Linked DNA regions of Zea mays: region 1 is linked to region 2. Evidence: chromatin contacts called from public Hi-C data. All regions are on one chromosome and are shown on one strand. The core of a region is the stretch at or near the end of the contact, and the rest is flanking DNA. Distances in the headings are between cores, read along the strand shown.

The links. Hi-C and Micro-C count contacts between places; a contact is called where the count stands out from the background.
Region 1: a contact with region 2 is called in a Hi-C map of bundle sheath, with 2.3 times the contacts expected there. The contact joins the enhancer-like site here to the promoter of LOC100502213 in region 2. A contact is called at or near these places in 2 of 25 Hi-C or Micro-C datasets (bundle sheath and tassel).

Annotation. Positions count from the first base shown.
Region 1 is chr1:154,054,308-154,057,148 of Zm-B73-REFERENCE-NAM-5.0, reverse strand. No RefSeq gene overlaps it. Among protein-coding and RNA genes, the nearest start is that of LOC100285310, 71 kb to the right of the region's middle. Within about 2 kb of position 1,353, at least 17 of the 20 cell types and tissues checked have an H3K27ac peak or open chromatin away from gene starts, as enhancers often do. A contact at or near this core is called in bundle sheath and tassel, where this site is marked.
Region 2 is chr1:153,862,132-153,864,831 of Zm-B73-REFERENCE-NAM-5.0, reverse strand. LOC100502213 reads right to left here and starts at 1,404. Exons shown (of 9, transcript NM_001363234.1): 1 at 1,147-1,404; 2 at 382-472; 3 at 1-265. The coding sequence starts at 1,308.

The sequences.
Region 1 (2,841 bases), core at 104-2,603, 190 kb before region 2:
CAATAGACATCGTGTGAGAGCAATTAAGTGAAGAAATCATCCTTCTATTCTCCATTGAACTTGGTTTTAGATTTCACTAACCCCATCTATAGACCAAGTTTGTTGTTTTTATTTAAGTTTTTGCAGGATCACTTATTCACCCCCCTCTAGGTGCTCTCAGCCCTACCAGCGGCCTGCACACTCAGGCATAGTCCTGATAGGTCATGAGTGTGCCACTATCCGGGGATGGGTGGGCCATAAATGTGCCACAGTCCGATGGGCTCATAGGTCATCAGTGCTCTGCGGCTCGAGGGGTTCGTATGTCGGCGGACCAGCGCCTCTGCTGTGGCACGACGCAGTTTGCCATGTTGCACCATGCTAGTCGCCTACACACTCAGGCCTAGTCTCGATATGTCATGAGTGTGCCGCTAGCCATGGGATGCGCGGGTCATAAATACGTCGTAGTTTGAGGGGCTCGTAGGTCGTGAGTGCTCTGTGGCCCGAGGAGTTGGTAGGTCATGAGTGGAAGGCGGACCGACGCCTCCACTGTGGCTCGGCACCACGTACAGTCAATGCGATCGGTCACTTATGACGGGTCGGTTGGGCTAGGCGTGAGATCCACTCGAGTGGTTTCCCTTTGACACACTGGGCCCCCTTATCCAGTTTCGCCACGCCAGACCCTAGGCTCGGTGCCTTGGAGTTCGTCTCAGGGCAGGGTTTTCGAGGGTAGACATTATCTACCTCCTTTGGCTGATCGACGGACCCCGGATGTTATAACAAAGGTCCAATAAAAGGATTTTGATGTAAATTATCTTTCGTTGAAGTTAATAAGTATTATATAAGGATAAGTGTTAGAGCAGATATTAATAGAGATTATACAATAGAAACTATTATCCTTAAAATAATTATGTATGAGCTACATATCCAAAAGCATTTGCTTATGTAGGATAATAAATAAATGAATAAATAAAATAATAGGAATACTGCATCACATGCTGAGTTTTTTATTGTGCATCTTATATGAGTTTGAAAATACAAAATATATTTACAATTCAATTTGGAAATTAGAAAACAAAAATCTGAAAAGAAAATAGAAAAGGAAAAGAAAAGGAAACTGAAAAAAATAAAAGAAGAATCAAACCCGTAGGCCATTTTCTCCTCTCAGCATTGTTGGGCCCAACTCTCTCCCGCGCGGGCCCAACCAGACATTCCACCGCCAGCCCACCTTCGGCCGGCTCAAATCTTCCATTGCGGTCTCTGCCATGCGGGGCTCGCTTCTCGGTGTCACAACCACGTGCGACCTCCTCTGACCTACGGGCCCAGTTTACGACCCCCCGTGACCGGTGTCACAACCAGACATTCCTAACGTCGCTGACCGGTGGTCCCGCTCGTCAGCGAACCTCCTCCCGCTGCGCGCTCATGGACATGACCCCACCGTCTGGGACCGCTCGTTCGAGCGCTATGTGATAGGTGGGTCCCCCTTGTCATCTCTCTTCCCTCGTCGTAGTGAAACGAATAGAAATCTGTGGAGGTCCGAGCTTCCGGCCAAGAAAAAAATCCTGGCAACAAACTCTGTAGGGAACGCCGGTTTCCTAGGCTGTCGTGGGGTCCTCACGGGGTATATATCGCCGCTCCCTGGACCCTCCATCTGTGAACTCAAACTGAGAAAACAAAGAGTGATGGCGATGGGTGATAGATGAATGCTTGATGTATTATTGATCAAGAGAATCGGCTATATATAGGCAGCATCACCTGATTAGACATGCACGAGTATAACCGGTTTATAGAAGTAATACCCGGTGGTAAAGGAAGTGCATCACGTGATTAGGACTCTCCAACTATAGCCATGCGTGTACAAGGCAGGCCTAAAGCAAGGAAAGTAATCAATCTAATTATGGTAATCCAACACCCCAGTAGTAACGTGGTCAGCCACAAGGAAAAACATTCAGACTGGACCTGAACTCTGTGAACACCGACCAAGGCAATCCCTTAGTGAAGATATCAGTATACTGGGAGGAAGTAGGAACATGTAAAACTCGAACTGCACCGGCCGCAACTCGTTCTCGAACAAAATGTAGATCGATCTCAATGTGCTTCATACGCTGATGATTCACTGGGTTCGAGGAGAGGTAGACTGCACTAACATTATCACAGAAGACAACAGTGGCGCGCTTTAGGGAAATATGCATTTCCTGAAGGAGCTGTCGGAGCCAGGTGGTCTGAGCAACTGTATTTGCCACCGCACGATACTCTGCTTCAGCACTGGAACGGGATATAGTGGGTTGACGCTTGGATGACCGAGAGACGATCACCAAGAAAAACAGCAAACCCAGAGGTCGACCGACGGGTGTCAGGACAACCGACCCAATCAGCATCAGAGTAGGCAACCAATGTGCAGACATCCGTGGGACGAAGATGAAGGCCATGATCCAATGTCCCATGCAGGTAGCGAAGAATACGTTTAATCAACGTGTAATGTGGTTCTCTAGGATCATGCATGTGAAGACAAACTTACTGAACACCATATGAAATGTCAGGGCGAGTGAAAGTGATATATTGTAGAGCACCGGCCAGACCCCGATAGTGAGTCGGATCAGTGACGGGTGGACCCTCAGTGCCAGAAAGCTTGCCACTCGTGTCAGCAGGAGTAGAACATGGCTTACAATCGGTCATACCTTCACGTTCAAGCACCTCAAGAATATACTGCCGCTAAGAAAGATGAAATCCATCAGGATGCCGAGTCACGGTGAGGCCTAGAAAATGGTGCATGGGGCCGAGGTCGGTCATAGAAAATTCTTGTTGTAGTGCTGTGATCACCCACTGGAGAAGTGAGTATGAAGATGTTGTTAGTACAATATCATC
Region 2 (2,700 bases), core at 155-2,654:
CTAGTTTGCATACTGTTCCCTGTTCTCTGTGTACCTTGAGAGCTAGCCTTCCTAACTTTATCTCGCCCTGTCTTCCCAGAGTCTGCCCCACTATCATCATCTGAGAAAGTTATCAGAAGGTTATCACTTGACACAGGCTTCTGCCATGAAAGATTCCGGTTAGTGCCAGGTTTGAATTGCCCCTGATTCACCCTCATGATCTTCTTGTAACTTGGAGCAGACGCTTTATGATTCAGAGCATTTGAGACAATCAAGGTGTTACTGCCTATTAAGTCAGAGAATAAGAGGTATCAGGTAACGCAGCCAGATCAGTAAAGAAGCAGGCCATCAATACATGGAAGGAAACTGGCATAAAACATGAAACACAGGATCGCTAATCACCTTTACCGAGGAGACTTGCCGATGGCACTTGAGATCCAGCCTCCACAAACTTCCCAAGAATGGATGCGGCACCTAGCTGAGTTTGCAGAGTCTGTTCGAAGCAATTTAATGAGTATGATAAGCGACAAATGTTGCAAATCTAAGCTCACGTATCGGCAATAAATGCATTGGTATGTTCATACATAGGTACATAACACAAAAGGGTGACAGATATGCAATCATGTATGTACATGCTAAATATGAGAAATCGATAAATGCAGTGCATAAATAGATCAATCAGAATCTCACAGCACTTAAAGCGCCAGTCATGTACACCGTACAGTACCCAAACCAACAACACCGACTTGGCAACTACAACTTCAAGGCAGCTCAACCATAACAGCAGAATCAGATCGCATTTAAGCCCTAGATGGTTGTCATAGTCCTAACTCCTAAACACCGAACAACGAGCTTCTAAGCATGCATCCAATCCCATTCCCATACTGGAAGCCCTCTTCCGGTCGCTGCCAGGTCTTAGAGCCACAGCCAGTGCCACAACAGCGCGTCCATCCCCCAACAATTCGCCAAGCTACAAATCAAGCACGCTTCATCAGAACACCTAAGCAAGGAAGCATCCAGCACCGCCAATCCAAGTTCGGTACCCTAGCCGCGGGACGAGTCAAAAGCGTCAACGGCAAGCAACTGTAGAGCGGACGCGATAGAGCTGAAGCAGCTAGATCCGGGGACGAGCGAGCGAGCGCGGGTCGAGAAGGCGCGAGAGCTCACCTCGTCGTCGTCGGCGCCGGAGGAGAGCTCGCCTTCTTCGCGCACCCTCGCAACCGCTGTCACCGGCGGCGGAGGAGGAGGAGGAGGAGGAGGAGGAGGACGACGATGCGGGACCGCGCTAGGGTTCTGCGAGGCGGCGGGCGCGGGTTTCGAGCCCGTCATGGGAGGGAGGAAGCGAGGCGACGGTTTTGGCGACGCGGCCGCGTCGTTTTCGCCGCGTGCCGTCGCGCCCTCGTCCTCCGAGAACGGAAAGGGTAGGGGAAAGCAGCTACGATTTTTTTTTTGTCGTAGGCGCCGAGATCCTGACCGGTGGGGCCCGCAAGTATGGAGAGAGCCAGAGAGGGCGGCGGCGTGGCCCCGTGGGCGCGAGAGGGATTCCAATTCCCACGTTTTTTGTCTGCGGGGCCGTCGGATTTTCGGGGCTCACGCTATAGGTTGCCAAACGGGCCGGGCTATATGGGCCAGCACGAAACACGACTATTTTAATATGACACGAACACAGCACGTGTAACGCCCCGAATTTTTGCAGTTGAATTTTTTTTCTTTTCTTTACTCGCCAAAATTCGGGCGTTACCTTTTCTTTTTCTTTTTCCCTCGCTAAACCTTGACCTTTTCCAAAGTTCTAGCGGGATTCGGTTTGGAATTCCCGTATGTATAAAAACCCTAAATACTTTATGTTGTTTGATGCACCATGCCGAACCTTGCATTTCTTTTGATTGCTTTGAAAGTGCAAATGCATTCATGTAGAAAGATCGGATTTCGAAAATGTTTTCTTTCTCTTTTCTTTCTCTTTTCTCTCTCTCTTTCTCTCTCCTTTTTTTTTCTCTCTCTCCCGCGCCGTGGGCCGACCCCGGCCGGCCCAGCCGCCCCCTGGCGCCCCCCTCTTGGGCCTAGTAGGCCCAGCCGCCCCTCCCCCTCTTTCCCTTATCCCCTAACCCTCTCCCTCTCCCCCCTCATTTTCTCCCTCCCCACCCAAGCCGCCGCCCCCTACCCGCCCCCTGCCCTAGCCGCCGCCCCTGCCTAGGCCGCCGCCCCTCCCCGTCGCCGTTCGGCCGCCCCGCTCGGCCGCCCCGTCCCCGTCGCCGGTGAGCTTCCCCCTCCCCCTCTCCTCCCTCCCCCATCCCCTCCCCCCTTTCCCCATGGCCGGTTCGGCCGCCTCCCTGCCCGCCGGTTCGGCCGCCCCGCCCCCCGGCTCGGCCGCCCCCTGCGCCGCCTCCCTGCCCGCCGGTTCGGCCGCCCCTGCGCCCAGCGGCTCGGCCGCCCCGCCCCCCTGCTCGGCCGCCCCCCTGCGCCGCCCGCGCCCGCGCCCCGCCTAGGGCCGGTTCAACCGCCCTAGGGCCGGTTCAACCGCCCCCCCCCTTCTGTTTTTTTATTTTTTTTTATTTTATTTTATTTACTTTCTGTGATCATAATTACTGTATTTTAAGTAGGCTAATCACTGTTTATGCTATGGGAAATAGGAAGTTTAATTTAAAATTCCGTTATGCTATTGATTCACGTAGTTAATTGTTTACCCTGTGCAATGTTGATCAACTAAAAGTGATTAGGTTTCCA